Regions from separate parts of the Mus musculus genome. Here region 1 is linked to region 2. The links are chromatin contacts, called in public Hi-C maps. All regions are on one chromosome and are shown on one strand. The core of a region is the stretch at or near the end of the contact, and the rest is flanking DNA. Distances in the headings are between cores, read along the strand shown.

The links. A called contact is a pair of places that touch in the nucleus more often than the background predicts.
Region 1: a contact with region 2 is called in a Hi-C map of cortical neurons, with 3 times the contacts expected there. The contact joins two enhancer-like sites. A contact is called at or near these places in 10 of 39 promoter capture datasets (the 3T3-L1 cell line, the C10 cell line, the HPC-7 cell line and 6 more), 6 of 484 Hi-C or Micro-C datasets (the N1E-115 cell line, cardiomyocytes, cerebellum and 3 more) and 2 of 9 other capture datasets (adipose tissue and pancreatic islet).

The regions. Positions count from the first base shown.
Region 1 is chr12:80,728,506-80,734,202 of GRCm38.p6, forward strand. No RefSeq gene overlaps it. Among named protein-coding and RNA genes, the nearest start is that of Gm51986, 12 kb to the left of the region's middle. Within about 2 kb of position 1,501, at least 19 of the 459 cell types and tissues checked have an H3K27ac peak or open chromatin away from gene starts, as enhancers often do. A contact at or near this core is called in cortical neurons, where this site is marked.
Region 2 is chr12:80,377,190-80,382,963 of GRCm38.p6, forward strand. All of the region lies in intron 5 of Dcaf5 (DDB1 and CUL4 associated factor 5), which reads right to left. Among named protein-coding and RNA genes, the nearest start is that of Mir1843a, 12 kb to the right of the region's middle. Within about 2 kb of position 2,827, at least 137 of the 459 cell types and tissues checked have an H3K27ac peak or open chromatin away from gene starts, as enhancers often do. A contact at or near this core is called in cortical neurons, where this site is marked.

The DNA.
Region 1 (5,697 bases), core at 251-2,750, 350 kb after region 2:
CAGCCATGGCTGGTGGGCTTGGGGTGTCTTTTTTTTTTTTTTTTTTTTTTTTTTGGTTTTTTTGAGACAGGGTTTCTCTTTATAGCTCTGGCTGTCCTGGAACTCACTCTGTAGACCAGGCTGGCCTCGAACTCAGAAATCTGCCTGCCTCTGCCTCCCGAGTGCTGGGATTAAAGGCGTGTGCCACCACGCCTGGCACTGGCTTGGGGTGTCTTAAAGGAGACTTTGTCCTTTGCCAAGCAGCAGTTGAGCTGACAAGACCTCAGGAGGACCTTGCCTCTCTCCCTACTTCTGTGGAGAGGTGGCCCTGATAGAGAAGGCAAAGCCTCTGCTGGTCACTTGCTGGCCATGTGGCATTGGAGAGCCACTCTTTATAATGATTTCTGTATCTATGTATGTTTATAATTGCAGGAGAGAAGTCTCTTTACTCTCATAAGGTCACGTAGATGACTATGGAGACTCCCATAATCCAGGATTTTTCTGCTCTGTAGCCTGTGACTGCCACTAGAGGTCAGGAGAGCCAGGCCCTCTAGGAGGATGCTCTGGTTAGTTGAACTAAGTGCCACACTGTCCTCTAACTTATCTGAAAAGTTTGAGCCAGGTGTGGTGGCACACGCCTTTAGTCTTAGCACTGGGCAGGCAGAAGCAGGTGGATCTCTGTGAGTTTGAGGCCAGCCTGGTCTACAGAGTGAGTTTCAGAACAGCTAGGGCTACACAGTGAAACACTGTTTCAAATCAATTATTTAGTTAATTAATTTTGGCCTTGAGATGAGAACAGGAAAGACAAGGAAAAAATAATCAATGGAAATGCCCATTGCTGCCTTCACCCCATGTCTGAGGCTGTGTGCCTATCTTTATTCAGTCAGCATTTATTGTGATTCTCTGGCGTGGAGTTGCACACCTCCATTGTCTTTTATTGGGCTTTTTATTGAGGTAAAATATGCGATCAAAATTTATCACTTGAGCCGGGCAATGGTCATTCATGCATGCCTTTAATCCCAGCACTCAGGAGGCAGAGGCAGGCTGATTTCTGAGTTCGAAGCCAGCCTGGCCTACAGAGTGAGTTCCAGGACAACCAGGGCTACACAGAGAAACCCTGTCTTATTTGAACCCCTTTTCTTTATTTTTGCTTTCTTCTTTTTCTTTTCTTTTTTTCTCTTGTCTTGTCTTGTCTTGTCTTGTCTTGTCTTGTCTTTTTGGTCTTTCAAGACAGGGTTTCTCTGTGTAGCCCTGGTTGTCCTTGAACTTGCCCTGTAGTAGATCAGGCTGGTCTCAAACTCAGAGATCTGCCCTCCTCTGTCTCTTGGGCATTTGAACCATTTCTACACATGTGACTTAGTGATGTTAAATATATTTACATTGTTGCGCAATCCGTTTCCAGAATGCTTCATTTGGCAAACCTCAGAACCCGTTAAGAGATGATCCCTGGCCCCACTCCCTGTGCTGGCAAACTCCATTCTACTTCCTGTGTCTACGGCAACTTTAGACACAGACCCAGGAAGTGGAACAAGGCAGTATTTGTCATTCTCTTTACATGTTTGTTTATTTATTGAGTGCTGTACAGCACACATGTGGAGGTCAGAGGTTAACTTGTTGGAACCAGTTCTGTCCTCCACCATGTGGGTTTCTGGGATTAAACACAAATCTTTGTCGATCTCTGTGTTTGCTCCCACTGATGAGCTGTCTTGTGAGCCAATTTTTGTTTGTTTGTCTTGTTAAAGATTTATTTTATTTTGTGTGTGCGGCTGCTTTGCCTGCACGTATGTGCGTACAGTATGCGCATGCGTGGTGTCTGAAAGGTGCCAGGAGAAGGCATTGGATCTCCTGGAACTTGAGTTACAGATGGTTGAGAGCTACCATGTGGGCATTGGGAACTAAGCCAGGGTCTTTTGCAAGAGCACCCAATGTTCTTAACCAGATTTTTTTCCCCACTAGCTTACTTCATTAGCATAGATAGCATCCTCGAGGTTCAACGGTGTGTCAGGATTTCTTTCCTTAAATAATATCCTATCACTTTAAAAAAATAAAAGCGAATTGAAATATTATTCTGACGAGTTGTTGGCCAATGGAGGGGGCCCTGTCTGTCTCACAGGTCAAAGGTTCGCTGCCCAGTTCCTACCCTTCTTTTCTTTAGGATTTCCTTCACTCTGGCTTCCTGCAGTTTAGGTAGGGATGCTTGGATGTCCACTACCGTCTTCTTCCCAGCAGATGGCAACATGCTGCAGATTCTGGTGGGAAAGTGAGCTGGGGCTCCGGCAGCAGGGGGAGGGCGGGCTTTGTGACTGCACAGCGCTGCGTGATTGGCCTGGGCTGATCTGTAGGTCATTCCTTCCTTTAGGATAGAAAACAAAGGCTCTGCTTTGACCGTCGTATACCTAGCACATTATAAACCGGACCCTTTCACACTGGTTTCTAGTTTGTGGTCTCACAACATCCCTTTCCTGGGTTTATATAATAAGGTCCATAGTGGCTAAGAACTTGCCCGAGATCACATGACTTGGAAATGGAAGTTCAGGCCCTTGCGCTCAAGGCCAGTGTTCTTTGTAGCACATCCTGGAAAATATAACATGTATTGGAACATCATTATGACACGCGTGACTGTGGATGCTCTTTTCAACTCACCCCCAGTTCTGGTCTAGATTGGAGCTTCCCATCCCTGGAGATGCTTCTCAGGAAACAAACAGTGGCGCATGCCTTTAATCCCAGCACTTGGGAGGCAGAGGCAGGTGGATTTCTGAGTTCAAGGCCAGCCTGGCCTACAAAATGAGTTCCAGGACAGCCAGAGCTACACAGAGAAACCCTGTCTTGAGAGAGAGAGAGAGAGAGAGAGAGAGAGAGAGAGAGAGAGCAGCCACATTCACCCCGCCACGGTGGTGGGGGGGAGGCGTTTGTCCTAATTGTGTTGGGGGTGCTCGAGGCAAGAGGGCGTAGGGCAGAAGTCTACTTACCATTTGTTGTGGGCACAGAGTGTTAAGACGGTAAGTATTGTGAATTTGTCAGGCATATGATATAATTGAAGGAGAAATACCTTCAAATTCAAAGTAATGAGCCCCTCAACAAAGTGGCTAAGTGGTCCTGGGCCTGCCATCCAGGGTGAAGACCCAGGATGCTACCTTCTACTAAGCATTTGGTAATGAATTGAATGAATTGATGGTTGAAGGCTGGCACAATAAAACCCACTTTTTCCTTTCATTAACAGAAGAAAATAATTACCACATTTCTCATTTGGAAATTCCATTGTGGCCTCCGGCTTTGCCTAGAGTTTGCTTCTGATGAATGATTATCTATGCAAAGAGGGAACATTTGGGTTCAATTTTAAAGAGACCTTTTATGAGATAGTTGCTTTAGAGTGTGGCTGTGAGGGCTGAGGTTGTGGCTCAGCTGGTAGGGGGCTTGCCTAGCATGCCCACAGCCCCGAGTTCAAATCCCCAGTATGGTATAAACCAGAAGTGGGTGTGTGTGGCTGCTATCTCACTCAGAAAGTAGAAGCAGGAGAACCAGAAACCCGAGGCCACCCTCAGCTGCCTGACAAGATCGAGGCTGGCCTGGAACAAACCCGAGAACTTGTTCATAAAACAAGCAATAACAAAGTAAGTATGGAGGTAAAAGAAACCCTTAGGAAGGTGGCCATTGCTCTTCTTATAGATTTGTGCGCTGCAGCTTTCCAAATATATACTGAAATCATACATTCAGTCCTGTATTTCATGATCTAAACCAACAAAAATATTGTCCATATTGTTCAATTAGCATTCTACACAAACCCATTGTTGTTTGATGGCCATTCTCTGCCTTTTATAGCCACCTGTCAATTCCTGTCATCTCCTTCTTTGAAGATTTAATATTTTTATTTTATCTGTCAGGTAGGGGTGTGTGTGTGTGTGAGTGTGTGTGTGTGTGTGTGTGTGTGTGTGAGTGTGTGTGTGTGTGTGAGTGTGTGTGTGTGTGAGTGTGTGTGTGAGTGTGTGTGTGTGAGTGTGTGTGTGTGAGTGTGTGTGTGTGAGTGTGTGTGTGTGAGTGTGTGTGTGTGTGTGAGTGTGTGTGTGTGAGTGTGTGTGTGAGTGTGTGTGTGTGAGTGTGTGTGTGTGTGTGTGAGTGTGTGTGTGTGTGTGTGTGTGTGTGTGTGTGAATGCCATCTCATGTGGGTGCCTGCAATGTCAGAAGAAGGCATTGGCTTCCTCGGAGTTGGAGTTACAGGCAGCTCTGAGCCACCCAGCGTGGGCGCTGGGGACATGACTCTGCTCCTCTGTAGAAGCAGCGAGCATCCTGAGCCACTGAGCCACCGAACTAGCCTCTCGCCACTTTTTTTTAAAGGTTTATTTATTTATTATATGTAAGTACACTGTAGCTGACTTCAGAGACTCCAGAAAAGGGCATCAGATCTCGTTACGGATGGTTGTGAGCCACCATATGGTTGCTGGGATTTGAACTCATGACCTTTGGAAGAGCAGTCAGTGTTCTTAACTGCTGAGCCATCTTACCAGCCCTCGACACTCTTTTAAAATCAAAATCCTTTGAAGGAGCCAAGTGTGGTGGCACATACTTGCAATCCCAGCACTGGGAGGGTGAAGCAGGAGGATTTCTGTAAGTTTAAGGCTAGCCTGGGTTTCTTAGAGAGTGCTAGCCCAGCTGGAGCTATATAGTAAGACCTTGTCTCAGAACAGAAAAACAAGAATCATGTGAGGAACATTCTCTTGTTGTTTTGTTTTTATTCTTTTGTTTTTGTTTTTGAGAAAGGGTTTTACTGTAGCCCCGGCTATCCTGCAATTCACTCTACAGGCCCGGCAGGCCTTGTTTAGGAGTGGTACTAAAGCTATTTTGCAGTCAAATGTTTGGTGACTACTCATGGGTACCACTCACCACTTGGTTGCTTCTCTCACAGGGATAGAATCTTGGTTGACTTCCAAGCATTCACCCCTAGAGGAAGGTGAACTCGATTCCAGCTCAATGACACATCCTAATTGAGCCAATGTAATCATGGAAATTATTCTTCTCTGCTGGAGATAGTGCTTTGGGGGGAGGCACATGGCGACGAGGATGCCAAAGAACCAAGTCTGCCAGAGGACTCCTGGGAAAGCAAGCCATAGGAAAGCTACAGTCCCTTCCCTCCACTGACTCTGCCCTATCTACCTATCACACTTGGGTCCATGAAGAAAAGTGACCTGAGGACCATGACAGTGCATGCAGGACAGCCAAACAGGGGTGGAGCCTTGGTCCCCCTCCCCCCAGAATTGCTGAGTTACTGATGTCGTTCCCACATCTAAGGGCTCTGGCCCTAAAATAGTCAAAAAGCATTTTTCAACCACAGATTAGAAACGAGACATCCACTCATTCCTTCAATGAATATTCATTGAGGATCAAAAGCATATTTTTGAGAGTTCTGGCCCATTTCCCCTGCAATTCAGTCTCTAAAATTGGAATCTCCTTTGAGACACTCAACATGGGTGCTGGGAACTGAGCTCAGGTCCTCTGGAGCAGCAAATGCCTTAATCTCTGAACCATCTCTTTAAGCCCTAGAATTGGAGTGTAATGAGAAGAGATTTAAGTGTTTAACCTTGAACATTAATAGAAAAAGACTCTTGGGGAAAAGAAAACTACACCCAATGTAGGCTTCTCCAGAGTCATGGCTGTTTTAATAATAGTCATATGCCAGGTGTCTTTAATCCCAGAACTGGGGAGACAGTGGCAGGCACAGATCTG
Region 2 (5,774 bases), core at 1,577-4,076:
GAACTCACTTTGTAGACCAGGCTGGCCTCGAACTCAGAAATCCGCCTGCCTCTGCCTCCTGAATGCTGGGATTAAAGGCGTGCACCACCATACCTGGCTAGAAGTGTTTAATTTTAATTTGTTAAAAGATGAGCTGGTAAATTGGGCAGCAGTAATGGATGCCTTTACTCTCTTCATGTAAGAAGCAGAGGTTGGCAGATCTCTGTGATTTCAAGGCCTGCCTGCTCAATAGAGTTAATTCCAGGACAACCAGGGTAACACTCACACAAAAAACCCTGTCTTTAAAAAAAAAAAAAAACTGTTAGAATACCTGATGATACCCCAAGCTCAGTTCCCAGAATTTACATGGTTGAGAGAGAAGTTCTATAGAACTGGCTGATCCCACAAACACAATGGCACATGTCTCACACACTCACTCACACACACACTCACACACACACACACACACATACACACACACACACACACACAGAGTTTTTTTAAAAAAGTTTTTGGTTTTGTTTTGGCTTTGGTGGGCTCGAGAAATGGATCAGCCATTAAGAGCACTGGTCCCTCCTCCAGAGAACCTGCATTTGATACCCAACACACACATGGCAGCATATAAGCATCTGTAATTCCAGTTCCATGAGATCTGGCTCCCTCTTCTGGCCTCCAAGGACACCAGTCATGCAAGTGGTGCAAAGACATATTCAAAGCAAAACAGTCACATACATAAAATCCACTATATTTTATAGATTTGTCTTTTATAACATGTCTGTTGATGTGCCAGGTCAGCTAAAGCTGCATACTGAGACTGTTTCCAAAACAAACAAACCAAAACAACAAATAACCAAACAAATAAAAGAAAAAAAAATTCATATTATATATGGGCCAACCAAATAAGTAGCCTAAATAAAGACTTCAATGTAGGCACATCCCCAAATGCAATAGGAAGAGTATACCTGTTTCCTTTTAATTTAAAACAAAGGTGGTTTATTTTTAAATTATTCATTTGTAAGATGAGGGGCATGCACCATGGTGCACGTGTGGAGATCAGAGGGCAGTTTATGGGATTTAGTTCTCTCCTCCCACCATTAGTGTTCCAGAGATCCAACTCGGGTTGTCAGGCTTGGAAGCAATGCCCTTACCTACTGAGCCATCTCACCAGCGCTTGCTTCCAGCTTTTCAGTTCCCAAGTGTATATTCAGCTTTGAAATATCTTAAATTTATTCATGTACTCTCATTTATCTAGCGTCCCTGGAAGCCAGTCTCCCACTAGCAGTCTTCAGATGAAGATGTAGAACTCTCAGCTCCTCCTGCACCATGCCTGCCTGGATGCTGCCATGCACCTGCATTGATGATAGTGGACTGAACCTCTGAACCTGTAAGCCAGCCCCAATTAAATACTGTCCTTATAAGAGTGGCTTTGGTCATGGTGTCTGTTCATGGCAGTAAAAGCCTAACTAAGACATACAGTATATTCTGGTTCACTTATTATGCTATAGTGTAGTGTGTGTTTTATGTGTATATGTGAATGTCTATGTATATGTCTGTGCACCATGCATAAGTCTGGTGGCCAGAAGAGGGCACTGGATCTCTTGGAACTGGGGTTAATGACAGCCACCAGAGAGATGCTGGGAATCTCAAGCCCAAGTTTGCAACAGCTCTTAACCTCTGAGCCATCTCTCCAGCCCTTCCAAGTGCTCATAACTGAGCCGTCTCCCCAGTCCCTCAACAGAATTCTTGATTACCTGGGCCTTATCTCACAGAGGGGTGGTTACCCATGCCACAACCATGTTCTCTTTTATATCTCTGATTCACTGAAGTCAGGCTATGTGAGTATCATTTGTATAGCTTTACTAAGCGGTTATATGTTCTTATTGCATTATTTTTTCTGTAGTTTCATAATGTTTATAACATTTTTAAAGTCATGAAGTGTGATGTTTGCATATGCTCTACCCAGGGAATGGCAGTATTAGAATGTGTAGCCCTGTTGGAGTAGGTGTGGCTTTGTTGGGAGTCATGTGTCACTGTGGGTTTAAGATCCTCATCCTAGCTGCCTGGAAGCCAGTCTCCCACTAGCAGTCTTCAGATGAAGATGTAGAACTCTCAGCTCCTCCTGCACCATGCCTGCCTGGATGCTGCCATGCACCCGCATTGATGATAGTGGACTGAACCTCTGAACCTGTAAGCCAGCCCCAATTAAATACTGTCCTTATAAGAGTGGCCTTGGTCATGGTGTCTGTTCATGGCAGTAAAAGCCTAACTAAGACATACAGTATGCTTCTAAATGACTTCTTTTGCTGATGAGGTCCTGACTTGCCTGAAGATGACCTACAGGAAGAATGGCCCTGAAAACGTTCATGCAGGAGCAGCTGCCAACCTGGCATGGTCATAAACACAACCTGCCAACACCAGCCGCAGCCATGCCTACTTTACCCTCCCAAAGCAATCTTCTCACCAAGGGAGGAATGCTGTGGTACTGCGGCTGTGTGCAGAAACAAGGTTTGGATAAAACATCGTGCCATCCTCCTGGGTGGAATGGATGGAAGACAGCAAAGACAAAAACCATCCCCAGAACTCCAAGTACCAAGGAGGAGTCTAGAATCCCAAGTCCCCAAATGATAAACCCAGCAAAGAAATAAATGATCTTATAATGTCTTGAATACAAGCCACACTCACTCACTCATACACAGAGAATGAAAGGACTGGGCAGCTGGAGCCCAGGCATTTCCTTTATAGGGAGCCCTGGCCACCACAGGCATGCGGTGCTATCTAAACACTGAGTTCAAAAACAATGAAAGGCTTTCAATCTACAGTCAGCATGGAGCTTGCAACTCAGCCAGAATCTGTGGAACTGAGGGTGGGTGAGGGGTGGAACAAGACTCAACAGAAACAAACTTGGCCAGCACAGCCAGCCCAGCAGAGCCCAGCAGAGCCCAGCAGAGCCCAGCACAGCCCAGCACAGCCCAGAACAGCACAGCCCAGCCCAGAACAGCCCAGAACAGCACAGCCCAGCACAAGAGCACAGCCAAGCACAGCACAGCACAGCACAGCACAGCACAGCACAGAACAAGAGCACAGCCAGCACAGCGCAGCGCAGCACAGCACAGCCCAGCACAGCACACACAGCACAGCACAGCACAAGAGCACAGCCAGCGCAGCGCAGCACAGCACAGCACAGCCCAGCACAGCACAAGAGCACAGCACACACAGCACAGCACAGCACAAGAGCACAGCACAGCACAACGCAGCGCAGCGCAGCACAGCGCAGCGCAGCACAGCACAGCACAAGAGCACAGCGCAGCACAGCACAGCACAGCACAAGAGCACAGAGCAGCACAGCGCAGCGCAGCGCAGCGCAGCCCAGCCCAGCCCAGCCCAGCCCAGCACAGCACAAGAGCACAGCGCAGCACAGCACAAGAGCACAGCGCAGCACAGCACAAGAGCACAGCGCAGCACAGCACAAGAGCACAGCACAGCACAGCACAAGAGCACAGCGCAGCACAGTACAGCACAGCACAGCACAGCACAGCACAGCACAGCACAGCACAGCACAGCAGCAGGGTTGACATCAGCTCAAGTCCCTGACAGGAAGCAGGGGCCTCTGCTAAACTCCCTTCTCATCAGTTAATAGTTATCCTCTCTGTCCATTCCAGTCAGGCCTGAAGAGGAGCCTGCCCATCACTGGCCCACGGGTCTATTCTATCCCCACCCAAGATCCTTGACCTGGCATTTATAATTTGGTTAGAGTGCAGGAGTGTGGCTCCAGTAACTTTTCTTCTTCCTGCATTTCTGGGTAAGAAGATTAATCTTTCAACCAAGGAGAGTGCACAAGAACCTGATGTAGTTAGGAGTACATCGTAGAGAACAAAATGTGATTCCTTCCAGAAGAATGGATGGATACATCTCAGCAGGAGTTTATGCAGCTGGCCATTTATAGTGAGAATAAGGAATGATCTATTTTGCCAAGAGAAAAGGCTTTCTTCCCACCGCCTCCCCAAGCCCCCTGAGACAAGGTTTCTCTGTGTAGCCTTGGCTGTTTGGCTGTCCAGGAACTCACTCTGTAGACCAGGCTGGCCTCAAACTCAGAAATCCACCTGCCTCTGCCTCTGCCTCCCAAGTGCTGGGATTAAAGGTACACGCCACCACTGCCCGGACTAAGAAAAGACTTAAAAACAGTTTGTCTTCATAGTCAGGATACGGTAATGTTTCTTTACTTCAGATCTAAAATGCTGGCTTAGTGGTTAAGAGCATGCACCAATCTTCCAGAGACCCTGAGTTTGGCTCACAACCACCTGCAACTTTTGCTCCAGGAGATCTAATGCCCTCTTCTGGCCTATGTACAAATACACACACACACACACACACACACACAATGCCCACTTCTGGCCTGTGTACAAATACACACACACACACACACACACACACACACACCCCTCCTCTCACATACACACAAAGTCATCCAGAGACTAAGCATAATAGGTGTACACCTATAATTCCAAAACTTAAAAGATACTTCTTGAAAGTTAGCATGGGTTACATGTCAAGATCCTGTGAGGGGCTAGAGGATTTTTTTATTGAAAATTTTTTGTTTGTTTTGAAACAGTCTCTCTCTACATAGTCCTGATTGTCCTGTAATTTATGGTGTATACTAGGCTGGCCTCAAACTCAGAGATGCTCTGCCTCCACAGTGCTGGGACTAAAGGTGATCTAGAACATGTTAAAATGTAGGTTTCCATATGGCTCAGCTTTGCCACTCTTGGCTACATATCTAAAGGACTCTGCTGCTGAGATATGTGCGTCTGCTGTTCTGTTCAGAATAACTGGGGAATGGAGTCAGTCTAGATGTCTATCAGCTGAAGGATAATAAAAATGTGGTACCTACACATAATAAAATTTTATTCATTCATATCTGTAAAGACAACTGAAATTATGAAATTTGCAGGAAAATATATGGAATTAGAAAATGTTATTCTGAGTGTGGTAACCCAGGCCCCCCAAAACACAATATGTTCACTATAACATAATTCTAGCTTTAAATTTTTAGATTTGTGTGTTTAATTTGGAATTTCTATAGAGGCCAGGGAGCTAAAACCAGCTCCTGATGGGGTCTGCGGGGCGTGAGGCAGCAGCATGGAGGGGTAGTGGTGCGAGTAGAGGGCACAGGGATGAGAGTGCAGGTGACGTTCTGGGCGTGCAAAAATTTATGTGGGGATGAGGGGCAGAGGAGAGGAGATGGTGAGGGTAGAATCACCTAAAACCAAGGACATTTGAAAAAGCCTACTGATCTAGAGAGATGGTTCAGCAGGTGAGGCAACTGCCGCCAGCCTGGCAATCCCAGATCCATCCTAAGACCCACACAGTAGAGGGAGAAAATCAACTCCCACAGTTACCCTATGACAGCACATCTGCACCACGGCATGTATGCCTTCATCCATATATCCATCTATACATACATACATACATACATACATGTAATAAATTAGTTTACTTTGTAATTTATAATTAAATTTGTAATTAGCTTACTTTGTACTGTGTAAAAAGGTTTGAACTCAGGTCCCCTATATAACTGGTTAATGCTGCTTCCAGATTATTAAGTGAAAATCCATTGCCAGGCATGTGATACTTCCCCAGTTACTGACTGGGGAGACCCCAAAGGACCCCAGCCCAAACAACATGTGCTGTCATCATTGCTCTTGTCTGACTACCAGAGCTATATGGTGAGGGCCTGGTGCTACAAAGCCTGGGTACAGGACAGAGAAGCCAAGCTCTGAACTGAAATGGAAACTTCC